3 separate regions of the Mus musculus genome follow, and all the other regions are linked to region 1. A link is a contact called in public HiChIP or PLAC-seq data. All regions are on one chromosome and are shown on one strand. The core of a region is the stretch at or near the end of the contact, and the rest is flanking DNA. Distances in the headings are between cores, read along the strand shown. Region 1 holds the start of Pafah1b3 (platelet-activating factor acetylhydrolase, isoform 1b, subunit 3). Region 2 holds the start of Cnfn (cornifelin). Region 3 has its middle 30 kb from the start of Mir7048.

Region 1 (4,535 bases), core at 196-2,695:
AATCTCAGCTTGACCAAATCCGGAATCATGGAACTTATTACTGCTTCACTTTAACCAAAATTCACAGAAGTTACGTTCATTTTATGAAGATCCTGTCTGCTTTAAGTATACACAGAGCTAATGGCAATACAACTGAACCTCATTGTGGGGTGGGGGGGAAAGCCATTGTAGCTAAACGTCTTAGGGACTTTATTACTGATAAAGTCTTTGCAGAATACCATTACAATCAACCTTCACTTTCTGTAAAGCTATTACAACTTCGAGTAAACCCAACAGGGGCTGTGCCCCACCTTAAACAAACAATGAAAAGCCCTCACCTGACACAATCTTGAAGGAACGCCTCAATTTAACTCGACAGAGACAAACCCAACCCGACAAACTCAGGGCACACACTTCATTCTCAGCAGACATGTACATGGGGTTCTTAGATTCCTGCTACCACGGGCATTTCTGTACCCCTTATCTTGTCTTATCAGGTTCTGGGCTTGAAGTGCCAGTGAGGGTGCATGCCTGGATGAGGAAGGAGGAAACGGGTGGACCCTCACCTCACATTGGTGCATTAGCTGAACCAAGGAGTCCCCGATAAAGACTACTTCGGGTTCCTTGTCTTTGCTGTCCGCTACAAACCGATGGTGCTGCAGAGAAAGCCAGAAAGAGTCAAAGGCACGCACGCTCCAGGCCCCGCCCCACCCCGCTGCCTCAGGCGGAACAACCCCAAACAACCCAAACCAGGCTGCCCACCTAGGTGAGGAGGAGGATGTCACGAAGCAGTTCTATAGACATACACGCCCCCCAAGCCCCTAACCCTGGGGACCACGCGCGGTCACTCACCAGAGACATCCAGCGCCCGTCACCCTGCACGTCTTGCACAGGCGTGGGCTTGCTGGCCGGGTTCTCCCCTTCCCCACTCATCCTCAGCACCGCAGCCCCCTGGGGATGAGAGTGGAGTCCGCCCGGGAAAGCTCCGCGAGGACGTGGATCCGCCACGCCCACCCCTACCTCTCGGGCCAACACAATGGACCGTCCTGCCGCGCTCGCTCGCGCGTAGGGCGAAGGCCGAGCCCAGACGCCGCCTCCTTTCGCAGACTAGAAACCGTCACGTAGGAAGGAATCCTCGCTCCCCTCCCCCGATGGAGGCCGCAAAGTGGGCTCGTCTGCCGCTTCCCGCCGGGACCCCTTGCGGCCACGGGGGCCCAACGCAGGGGGGAGGGGCAGGCGAGACCAAGCGGCACTCGTGGCAGGGGAAGAGGGGGCGCAGACAAGAGAGACACAACCCAGAGTGGACGGAAAGGGGCAGGGTACCTGTAAAGCCGACAGGGACCAGGGACAATCTAGCGCCCTCCGTCCGAGGAGGAAATCATTTGCTGCAGGGCCAGAAAACTCCGGAAGAGACCACCTACGGGGGTGTGTGTGTGTGTGTGTAACCCATTCACATAGGAGAGGGAGTGGACGAGCTCATTCCTAGATCCGCGGAGGGGGTGGCTCTTAGACACCTGGGAAGGGACGCTCCCATTTCTTACTGGTGTAGGGATTTGAAAGGAAGCTAGCCAAACTGGGCGGTGGTGGCACACGCCTTTAATCCCAGCACTGGAGGGAGCCAGAGACAGGTGGATGTACTAGTTCGAGGACAGGCTGGTCAACAGAGTTCTAGGACAGCCAAGGCTACACAGAGAAACTCCCGTCTTGAAAACAAAAACAAAAAGAAGTGAAGCTGGTGGAGGCAGCACCAGAGTGGCTTTGAGGGGACTTCCCTATTTAAAACTTTCTGTTTTCTTTTGAGATGAGATTTCACTCTGTAACTTTAGCTCTCATGGAACTTGCTATAAACAGCAGGCAGGCCTTGAATTCACAGAGATCTACCTACCTCTGACTCCTGAGTGCTAAGATTAAAGCTGTGTGCCACCAGGCCAAGCCCAACACTAAGGCTTTGTTATTGTTATTTATTATTTATTTGTTATGTATATGTATATACGTGTGTGTGTGTGTGTGTGTGTGTGTGTGTGTGTGTCTTTTTTAAGGTAGGGTTTTTAAGGTAGGGTTTTTCTGTATGACAGAGCCCTCCCTGGCTGTCCTGGACTTGCTTTGTAGACCAAGCTGGCCTGTAGAGTGGTGGTATTATAGGTATGTGCCACTAGACCCAGCTTCAACATTAGTTTTTTAGTGGTATAAAATCTCAAATGCATATCTTCATGCCTCAGAGGCACCATCAGATCTATGTGAAAGAGGTGCAGAAAGATCAGAAATTGGAGATGGCTGCAAGGCCCAGCCCAGGTCCAACTTGGCATCCGTCCTGCAGATCACCTTGCACCTCCTAGGCCTCTGTTCCTCTCTCTAGATACAAAGTTCCATCATCAACTTCAGGTGGGTGGCTCTGGACTCCAAATCCCATGTCTGTAGCCAAGGCCACTTTCTATCATCTTCTTTCTTTCCCTGGCTCAAACTAAACCCCAAATCGCAGTGTTTTCTCAGATGCCCAGGGTCTCCCTCACCCCTAAATGGCCTAGTTGTTTTCTGGCAGCCCCACCTAGCGACTGAACTTTCAAACCTATCCATTCCTTCTTGTTGGCTTGATACTAAAGTAGTGAAGAGTTTTATTTATTGTGTTCACATTCTGTCTCAATCTCTTTCCCTAATCTGGACCTGGCATGAAGTTATTACTAAACAAGTGCAGTGCTTGCAGAATGATATTAGTTACATTAATGGTCAGATCCTGGCTATCTCCATCCATGTGTTGGAGAGAGAGACTCAGACATGACTGAGAAAGGCCCGGGACTCTGAGGCTTTGTGTTTCTCTAGAACAGAACTTCTTTCCTGTGTGCTTGTTTGGAGGTACGGTCTCATGTATGAGATGACTTTAAACTCACCATCCTCCAGCCTCTACCATGGTGAACAGGGCTTCCTCAACTTTTTCTACTTGAGCCCCACTTTTGCCTGAGAAAGTTTTTGGTTTTGATTTTTTTCTTTCTAAATAGGAGGTCTTACTATGTAGCTTAGGCTACCCAGAACTCATTGTGTAGACCAGACTAGCCAAATCTACCCTAGTGATGGCAATAAAGGTGTGCTCAACCATTCCAGCCCAAGAAAGCTGTGTGTGAGTGTGTGGTTGTGTGTGAATTTGAGTGTGTGTGTGTGTGTGTGTGTGTGTGTGTTTATATCTTTGTAAGATTATATGTGCATTTGAAGGCAGGTGACTGCAGAAGTCAGAACCGGGTGTCAGATCTCCTAAAGCTGGAGTCAAAGGCAACTGTGAGCGGCCCTGTGTGGATGCAAGAACTGAACTCAGTCCCTTAACCAGGGAGCTGTCTCTCCAGATGCTAGACTGAATAGTTTTTATATTACCCTGGGCTTATGGGTGTATAATATGGGTATATTTACATCTAATATTCCCTGATACTACTATAAAGAAAAGGACTTAGAACAATTCTTTTGTGCAGATATAATTTTACCATTTATTAAAAACAAAAGCACATTTGCATACTAATAAGCTAGGTGTACTTATTTTGTTTGTTTGTTTGTTTTTTCTTTGTGTAGCCCTGGCTGTCCTAGAGTTTATTCTGTAGATCAGGCTGACCTTGAACTCACAGAGAGCCACCTGCCTCTCTCTCTCTACTGAATGCTGAGATTAAAGGAATGTGCCACCACCATCTGGCAGGATAAACTTTTTATATACAGCCAAAATCTTGGAATTCCTAATATATTGTCTCTGAACAGACTCTGAGGCAGTGGTCACTGGCATGGCGTAGCATGATGCTGTGTGCACTTCAAATGACCAAAGCTGCCATGAAATTATTTCATTTTTTGTTTGTTTGTTTGTTTGTTTGTTTTTGTTTTGTTTTTTTCTTTTGAGACAAGGTCTATGGAGTTGTCTTGCCTGTTCTGGATATAAGTCTATGTAGACCAGGCTGGTCTTGAACTCACAGAACTCCCCCTTCGGAGTGAGTGCTGGGATTAAAGGCCCTGCCACCACAAATTTTGAGATGCAAAGTTGATGAGCACCTTAGATTTATTAGTTTGATTCTGTTGTACTTTCAGAAACCTTTTACTAGTACCAACATTTTCATGGCATCCCCTCACTGTTTTATGACCCAGAGGTGGTTTCCTGAAACAGTGTATGGACACGGTTTGGGAGCTTCTAAGGACTGGGAAGCACAAAGAAAAGACACAGGTCATAACATTACTAACATTTGGACAGGGATATACACTAGGGTAGTTTAGTTTGACTTGAAAGTTTGGGGGCCACACACCTGTAATTCCAGCATTTGAGAAGTAAAGGCAAGAGAATAGTTCCAGACTATCCTGAGTGAGCTGAAGGTGTGAGGGACATGTGCAGAGAAAGGAGTTGGGGAGAGAGAAAATTCTGAAGCAAGCGAAAGAATCAAACCTCGCAAGCATTCATTCATATGTATGTTGGTTCATTCCATCCTTCTATGAACCATATCGGGGAGAGTCCTACTTCCAACTGGTTTCACAAATTAGGACATAGGCTCTGGGCAGTTACAAAGTTTTCTAAAGTCACAGGGCTCAAAAAATGCTGC
Region 2 (4,373 bases), core at 383-2,882, 72 kb after region 1:
GCCGCACAGACCTGGACAGGGCAGAACGGTCAGGTCCCGGGCCTGCTGTGTTTGCCCCCGAGGAGGGCACGCACGGTGGCACGGAGGGGATGCGGGCTTCAGGAGAACAGTTATAGAGAAGGAAACCAAGACCCAAAGCGATCGGGCTCTGGGTGGGGTGGGTGGGGGTCACCGTGAGGAGGCTGAGGGTTGGATAATGGGATCCCAGGCAGAGTGAAGACTGCAGGAGTGTGGCGTGAGTTTCCCTCCCTCCCCATCTTCCTCGGACACTCACAGACGGGCATGTCGTTGCAACAGTCGGTGAGGCCCGTGTGCCAATCGCTGAGCTGTGTCTGGTAGCAGGTGTTGGCGCACTGAGGCTGACTAGTCACTGGATATGACATGGCTGTGGAGGTAAGAGAAGGGGGATCAACAGGCATCCTGGCAGGACCTTCTGAGCCGCGCCACCCCTGCCGCCCTTCCTTCTGCCGGGCAGTCTGGGCAGGCCACCTGGCCGCCCACTAGAGGAAACATCACTGTACCTCCTCCCCATTCCTATCTGTCACATTTGGTCATCAACACCCCTAGTCTGTCTCTGCTGCTGTTGCCAACTACACATCTGGTTGAGCCAAAGTCAGGAGGGAAAGTGGGCACCACAGCTGGGCAGAGCCTCGACTTGGCTACACATACCACCACCTCCTCCTCCATGACTGGGCTCCAACATTTCCTGGGGCCTCTGGGGTAGAAGCAAGTGCCATTTGTTTTCGAAGCCAGGGTGCCCAGGGTAGGGAGGCAGCCAGGTTCCTGGCACCTAGAGGGTTGCTGGTGCATTCAGTGACCCCACCTTTGCCTTTCACGTGGTCGTGCATCTCAAACTGCATCTTGCTGGCCCTGAGGAGGTGGCTGCTGTGTGAACGGCTGCAGGGGACGGCTACGGCAACAGCAATGTAGTCTGTCCAAGGGATGCTGGATACTAGGCAGGGGAGGGCAAGGGACTAGGGCACTGGGGGAGACGAACTCTCAGGGGGGGAAGGGAGCTGAAGAGAAAGAGGCCAAGTTAACCTGTTGGCTGGGATGGCTAGGTGGGCGAACTACTCGCCCATCGTTTTAACAGCTGCCCGACAGACCCCAGAGGACCCTTCTTGGAGCAGAGGCAGAGTTGGAGAGAGACAAATCCTTGTCTAGGGAGAGCAAAGGCAGCCAGGAATGGCAGAGACAGATGGGAAAGAACTCTGAGCCAGGTGCTCGCAGAGACACTGTGAGACAGCCACAAGCGTGGAACATGGTACCTCTACAAGCTGATTTTACAGAGGGCTATAGGCTCAGAGACAGAAGAGAAATGCCTGATGATGGACCCATCCAAACAGGCTCTGAGACTGGGTGCTGGGCCCCAGAATTTCTAAATCCAACTCTGTACCAGTCAGGTTGGAAAGGTGAGACTGGGGAAGTGAAGCGTTGAGAAAGAGTAAGATGATCCCAGTCAGCGGCAGTCAGTCAGAGGCAGTCAGGGAGACAGAGCTGTGAGCCAGATAGGCAGAGAACCGAGCGGAGGTGCCTGCCAGAGAGCAGGGACTTAGGGAGGAGATGGTCCTACCTGCAGATCCACGTGAGGGGATGGAGATAGAGGTTCTTGGTGACAGCAGACACTAAGTTCTCAGTGTGAGGCCAGGAGCTGCTTATATGGGCCAGGCCACACAGCCCTGGGCGGGGCTCTGACAGAGATGCCAAGGGAGACTAGCCGGTCTGCCTGACCCTCTTCCCTTCCCCCTGGATTTTCCATCCTCCCTCTCCTCTCTGTTCCCCACACCCCACTTCCCCTCTTGTCTCATCTCTCAGGACTGAAGACCTGCGGCAGAGGTAGAAACAAGAGTGGGAAGAGATAGAAACAGAGTCAGAGATGGAGAATGTACAGGAAGAAGGAGACTGGGGAAGAGGGAGCAGGGACCCAGGGCAGGGGAGATAGGGAAGATGAGTGACTGGAGATGGGAATTGAGAGGATGGAGACAGGTAGACACAGATGTTGAGAGACAGAAAACTGCAAGATCTGGAGAGGCAGGGAGAGAGTGAGGGGTTAGGGAGGGATGCCTGGTGTGTTATACAGAGTGGGAGCGGGTTCCTCCCCAGTGTTCGGTTCAAGGCCCGGAGGCATGGGGTCAGTGGGGGACAGTCACGTGTTTTAGGGGGCGATTCATGTGAGGACCAAAGTAAATATTGCACCTCATCTCTGCTTCAAATGGGAAGGGAGGGGGCTGGGGACTGACAAGAAACCTGGGGGTTGTGTCTGGCCCCAGTTAACACCTGAGTGCGATGGGAGCAGAGATGGGGAGGTCTGGAATGTGAATCTGAGGGAGGAGGTATGGGACCTAGACTCCTGGGTCTGAAGGGGGAAAGCTGATACTGGAGTCTGAGAGAGGAGGCTGGGATCTGGAACCTGGGTCTGAGGGAAGAGTCTGGATCCATGAACTGAGGGAGGAGGGCTGGGGTTGAGACCTATGAGTCTGAGGGAGAAGGGCTGAGCCTGGGCCTCTTAATCTAAAAGAGGGTCTAGACTCTGGCGACCCTAGTCTAGGCTGTGTGTTCCTCGAGAGCTAGATCCAAATTCCCAATGAATTCCTCAGGGATTAAGGGACTGGGTCTTGGGTACTTGATTCACCAAAGTTTCCCCTCAACAGGCCTGACAGGGTTGTAGGTGACTCAGTAAGGAAGCGGCATTAGAGTTGGGTGGGGTTCCTACCATGGGTGTCACCCCCAAAATATAGGAGGCACCAGAAAATCGGGGTGTCAACTCTAGAAGAGGTTGTGTCACCATGCCACAGTGTGTGGGTATGAGGGGACAACAAATGGATCACCTGCCAGCCTGTGATCTGGACGGCCTATGACCACAGCTTTCTCCACATATCCAACACTCTGTCTCCTGGCACCACCCAAATGGCTGACTGGCTGTGGCCCCAGACTTATGGTAGTGAGCATCATTTTGCTTGCGCGTGTCTGTCTTTTGGGGTGATGCCGACATGCATGGGTGGCATTGCCCACTTCAGCTCTGAGTCCCCATCCACTTATCTTTGCATCTTTATTCCCCCCCACCCCCGCTTTTGTTTTGTTTTTGAGACAGGCTCTCACGTATCCAAGGCTGGTCTCTGACTCACTGTGTAACTGAGGATGAATTTGAACATTTTGCCTTCATCTCCAAGTACTGAGATCATACAAACAGAACTACAGAACCTGGCGCTGGGGATCCAACCCAGGGCCTTGTCTATGCAAGGCAAGCACTCGGCCCAGCCGCAGCATATCCAACTAGCTTCCTTCCTCCCATCTTATTATTATTAATTTTTATTTTGAAGCTGGGTTTTACTCTGTATGTAGTTAGGCTGGCCTCAAACTTAGGGTGATCCTCCTGCCTCAGCCACCTGAGTTCTTGGATTGCAAACATGAGCTGTCATACCCCTCACTTCCTTTCCTCATCTTTGCAAGCCCATTTTGACATGTGTGTGTTTGTGTCCTCATCTCTTGGTCTCCCTCCTCCCAGACCCCGTGCCTGGGTATCCTTATCCTGAGGTCTCTGTCTCACATCACTGTTTCTCTCCCCATCTCTGCCCTTATCCAAGCCTGCTCTCTTAAGATATGGCCCCTTCCCCATACCACTCCTGAAAATGGACCGTAAATGACTCAAGACCAGTCATAACTGAGGGCAGTGGGCTCCTCAGATGACTCTCTGAGTCGTCCTTAGGTTGACTGACGTATCCCGGTTAGATATAACCACGGGTGTAGGTGAAGAAACTGAGGCTGGGCAGTTGTGAGGTGGCTTGGCGTGGGGGAGGGGAAAGAGATCCAAGAATGGAGGGGATGAGGTCTGCAGAGCTGGGGAGGACTCATGACCCAGCCAGTAGGTGCTTGACCTTGTCCCCCTTACGTGGTGGATAGATACATACAGTGTATGCATTGGTTCAGTTTTTAAATATTTAAGTATTTTCTGCATACAGATTTTTTGGCCTACACGTATGACTGTGCCTGGAGCCCACCTAGGCCAGAAAAGAGTGTTAGAATATCCCAAGTTTGGATCCTCAAATACACTTGCATGTACACATGCACATACACAAAATGTACTCACACATTAAAATGAAGCCTAGGTTGTCCTTGAACTTGGAATCTTCCTGCCCTGGCATGAGGACTGGGATTATGTGTGTGCCCCACCACACCAGGTCCAACTGGAATTTCGGAGAGATGATGAATATGTTGTCAATATCCTTACGTGAGAATGTACTTCTACTAAAACAAAATCTAATTATTTATTGGAATTTCAGATCGCATTGGGCTTCTTGTATTTTATTCAGCATAACTGGAGCTCCTCCTTCAACAACAAAAACCAGTGGGGTTGTGGTAGTGCATTCCCAGAA
Region 3 (4,187 bases), core at 1,079-3,578, 110 kb before region 1:
TGAATTTGAGGACAGCCTGGGCTACATATCAAGTCCCTATCACAAACAAGCAAGCAAGCAAACAAACAAAGCAAAAACCTGAGGGTAGCTGTGTGTAGGATTGCATACTGTCAAGCTATGTTCATACGTTTTCTAGGCACTAGCACTATGGTCAACTGCTGCAGAAGGCCAGAGTGGAGGGACAGGACCCAGAGCAATGGGACGCTGAGAGTCCCAGGCTCGTGGAAACGTTTTGGATCACAACTGTGGTGGTTACACTGCTCTCTCTCTCTCTCTCTCTCTCTCTCTCTCTCTCTCTCTCTCTCTCTGTGTGTGTGTGTGTGTGTGTGTGTGTGTGTGTGTGTGTGTGTGTACATCATACTATACCTATCTCAAACAAATTAAAATCAGTGAGTTAGGGTCTTCTGTGGCATTGCATACCCCCAGCACTGGGAAGGCAGAGGCAGACTGCTCGACGTGAGTTCAAGGCCAGGCTATGAGTTTCCATCCCTCTACTCCACTCTCTATCTTTCTCTCTCCATACATTAAATAATTCTTTCTGTCTATGTGTTACATGTATTAAGTAATTTTTTTTTAATTGGAGAGTTTGGGGCTAGTGAGAAGGCTCGGTGGGTAAAGATACTGACAGCCTGAGTGTGAGTCTCAGGATTTGCATGGTGGCAGGAGAGAACCCATACCTGCACACTGTCCCCCAATATCCTCAGGCATGCCATGCATTTGTAGACCCCATAAGTTAAAAACAAAAAAAAGCATTAATTTTAAACTTGGTGACATTGGGTGCATAAAAACCATACTGTGTGCTGGAGGCTTCTGGAAAGAGATGACGCCTGAGATAAGACATGATCAAGAGGGAGAAAGATGAGGAGTGTTCCCCAGTCAACAAGAACACTTGCCAGACATGGTGGAGGGCACCGCAATCCCAGCACTTGGTGGGCAGAGGCAGGAGGTTCAGGCCTATGATCCAAGCTGCTTAGGAAGTTAAAGCAGAAGGATCATAAATTAGTCCAGGAAATAAAATAAAATGTGGGGAAATGGCTGAAGGGAAATGCTGCAAAAAGTGCATTGCCTTTGCAGAGGATCTGAGTTCGATCCCCAGCACCCACCCCAAGCAGGTCACAACTCCATGGAATTCTAGCTCCAGGGGGTCCAACAGCTCCTCTGGTCTCCAGTTACCCCCACATATTGTGTACATATAACAACACACAAACACATAGTTGGAAATAATAATGCAATGATAAATGGGAGAAAACAAGATTCAAGGAAACAAATAAATAAAGTAAATCCCACAGGGGAAGCGCTTGGTTTGCATTCACAGGGCCCTGAGCTTTCTCTGTGCACTAGAAGGGGGACGCTAAAAAGAGAGAGGCTGTCTTAAAATATCCTTGACCACCTTGACCACGTAGTAAGTTCAAGGCCAGTTCGGGCTATGTGAGATGGTATCAAAGAAAATTCAGGAAGGAGGGGCTGGAGAGTCAGCTCATCAGCTAAGAGCTCTGGCTCTTCCAGAAGACCCAGGTTTGATTCCCAGCCCCCCATGTGGTGGCTCAAAACCATCTGTAACTCCAGTTCCAGGGGATCTGGCAACCTCTTCTGGTCTCTGCAGGCACCAGGCCAAATGTGATACACACATATGCAGGCAAAACACCCATACACATAGAATTTTGTAAACATTTAATTAAAAAAAAAAAAAGACAGGAAGGAAAACAAAACAAACAAATTGGGTGTGGGACTTGCCTACAATCCCTGGGAGGCTGAGGCAGGGGGATGGAACATATGAGGTTTTCCTGGGCTACATAGACAGACCTTGTACTGATAATATTAATATTGATTAATAGTAACTATTAATTAATATTTATGTAGAAAGATGTGGTGGTGTAACCTTTTAATTGGAGAAGCAGAGACAGTTGGATCTCTGTGAGTTCAAGGCCAGCCTGGTCTACATAGAGAGTTCCAAGACCAGCCAAAGCTACACAGTGAGAACGTTTCAAAACAAACAAACAAACAAACAAACAAGCAACAAACAACTCCTTCCCCCTCCCCAATTTAAACAAACCAAGAGACAGTGAAGACACAACCCCAGGGCTACTGAGACATGGTGTCAAATAAGCTATCTACATCCCCAATGGTCCATGGGGATTCTCTAAGACAGGAATGGGAACTGTCCGAAAAGAGTCCCCTGCCATCTTTCAGCTCCCTTCACTTGGGAAAGCTATCCAACTACCAAGTAGCCTCAACTGCGTCGGAGCTCCCTAAGTCTCTGACCACATCAGCCAGGCTTGCTGATCACAGTCAACGCTCTGGAGTCCATGTGGCTGCTGCCCCCTGGTGGCCAGAGTGATGCATTACCAACAACTCCGTGGCCAAGCCCAGCCTGACCCTTCAGGAGCCCAGGCCAGACCACTCCCATCACGCGCCTTCTCAGGCTCCAGGCCAGCCCACATCTTAAATCCAACATGAGCTTTTCAACCCTACCTGGCTTCCCTTCTTTGCAGCATACAACCGCAATCATATTCAAAAGTACGCTCTCAGCAGCCAAGAAGGCCTGATTTCTCAGTTCCGTGCAAGCTTGAATCATCCCGTCCCCACCCCCCACCCCACATCTGCTATCTCCACGGCGGCAATCCTAAATTTGTCTACAGTTTAGCACTCCCTCCCAAAGCCCCTCTTGAAAGCAATTCCAAATTAACATCTCAAATCGGTGCATGCAGCACACCCAGACACGGGTTCCTGCCCCCTCCACCCCCCTAGTCAAGTTAATTCAGATAAACGACCCCCATCCTTGACCTGTTTCTCCTCCTCACATCCAGTCAGGCTCAAAGTTCCAGCCAATTCCCCAACCGCCTTCCTTAATAGTAAAATGAACTTTAGCTGTGTGAGTCGACACGTGCCTGTACTCTACCACTGAGAAGGCAGAAATGAGTAGGTGGAGATTCAAGGCCAGCCTGAGCTACATAGTGAGACCCTGGGGCATGGTGGCTCAGGCCTGTAATCCCAGCTTCCTTGAAGGCTGAGGCAAGGAGACCGGAAGTTCAAAGCCTGTCTAGGCACTTTAATGAGAGCATCTCAAACACAGAGGTGGGAGTGGACATGGCCCTCACCGTTAGTTCCAGCACTCAGGAAACAGAGACAGGCAGAGCTTTATGAGTTCAAGGATAGCCTGATGATCTACTTAGCCTGTTCCAGGCCAGCCAAAGCAACACGGTGAGACCCTGTCTCAAAACAAAACAAAACAAAACAAAACAAAACAAAACAAAACAAAACAAGACAACAAAAAGGAAAGGGAGGGTCGGGCAGGTGTGAACATCTTCACACCTTCGGGGGACGTGGGAAGATAATTTCTTTTTCAAAAGGTTTGTCTATTTTATATTTTATATTCATTATTATTCTTTATTTATTGGGCGGCAAGAGTATGGTAGTCAGAGAACAACTTGGGAGAGCCCACCTCTGCTTCTTTTTGTCAAGGATTCACAATCCAGTAAGAGAGAGAAATGCATACAGAAATCCCAACCACAGAGTTGGCAAGATGTCAGAGCAAATAAGGGAGCTTGCCTCCCACCCCACCCCCACACACACACCATGGCCTGATCAATTCCCAGGACCCTCGTGAAATCATATGTAACTTGTTTTTTCTTCAATCACAACAGTAGAGTCCCCTGGCATGCAAAACTAACCTGGAGAATTTCCTTGAGGTCTTTTGGTTTGGATTCAGTTGGGTTTTTTTCAAGACAGAGTTTCTTTGTGTAGCCCTGGCTGTCCTGAAACCAGCTCTGCAGACCAAGCTGGTCTCAAACTCCCGCCTGCCTCTGCCTCCTGAGTGTTGGGATTAAAGGCGTGCGCCACCCCCAACCCAGCAGGTTTTCCTGCTGAGTTTTAAAAGGGAAAAGTCTTCTAACAACAAGGAGAAAGGCATTAAAATTAGAGAGAACGCCATGACCGGCGTTCATGTGAGGATTAGTTGTTTGTCTCCCTGTGGAAGGGGTTATTGAAGAGTCAACAGTAAGAGAAAGATGCTGAAGAGACTGCCTGGGGCTCAAACATTAAATATCATTGGAAAGTAGAAGAGAGGAGTCACTGAGGTTTGGTCTTGTATTTTTTTTTTTAAGATTTTATTTATTTATTTATTTACTTACTTACTTACTTAATATATATGAGTACACTGTAGCTCTCTTTAGACACACCGGAAGAGG

The links. HiChIP or PLAC-seq counts read pairs in DNA pulled down with a chosen protein or histone mark.
Region 2: an H3K27ac HiChIP or PLAC-seq map of embryonic stem cells shows a contact between it and region 1, with 6 read pairs. The contact joins the promoter of Cnfn here to the promoter of Pafah1b3 in region 1. A contact is called at or near these places in 22 of 39 promoter capture datasets (the 3T3-L1 cell line, the C10 cell line, the HPC-7 cell line and 16 more), 21 of 484 Hi-C or Micro-C datasets (the C2C12 cell line, CD4 T cells, CD8 T cells and 16 more), 16 of 115 datasets of contacts at active chromatin or transcription factors (the SCID.adh cell line, cardiomyocytes, craniofacial prominence and 10 more) and 4 of 9 other capture datasets (adipose tissue, embryonic stem cells, liver and 1 more).
Region 3: a contact with region 1 is called in an H3K27ac HiChIP or PLAC-seq map of embryonic stem cells, with 12 read pairs. The contact joins the enhancer-like site here to the promoter of Pafah1b3 in region 1. A contact is called at or near these places in 12 of 39 promoter capture datasets (the C10 cell line, cranial neural crest, embryonic stem cells and 6 more), 1 of 15 datasets of contacts at CTCF or cohesin (embryonic stem cells), 6 of 484 Hi-C or Micro-C datasets (B cells, CD4 T cells, CD8 T cells and 3 more), 11 of 115 datasets of contacts at active chromatin or transcription factors (CD8 T cells, bone marrow-derived macrophages, embryonic stem cells and 3 more) and 3 of 9 other capture datasets (adipose tissue, liver and pancreatic islet).

The regions. Positions count from the first base shown.
Region 1 is chr7:25,296,541-25,301,075 of GRCm38.p6, forward strand. Pafah1b3 (platelet-activating factor acetylhydrolase, isoform 1b, subunit 3) reads right to left here and starts at 1,446. Exons shown (of 5, transcript NM_001357350.1): 1 at 832-1,446; 2 at 546-635. The coding sequence starts at 912.
Region 2 is chr7:25,368,092-25,372,464 of GRCm38.p6, forward strand. Cnfn (cornifelin) reads right to left here and starts at 1,633. Exons shown (of 4, transcript NM_001081375.1): 1 at 1,574-1,633; 2 at 275-385; 3 at 1-11. The coding sequence starts at 383.
Region 3 is chr7:25,185,538-25,189,724 of GRCm38.p6, forward strand. No RefSeq gene overlaps it. Among named protein-coding and RNA genes, the nearest start is that of Mir7048, 30 kb to the right of the region's middle. Within about 2 kb of position 2,329, at least 17 of the 459 cell types and tissues checked have an H3K27ac peak or open chromatin away from gene starts, as enhancers often do. A contact at or near this core is called in bone marrow-derived macrophages and embryonic stem cells, where this site is marked.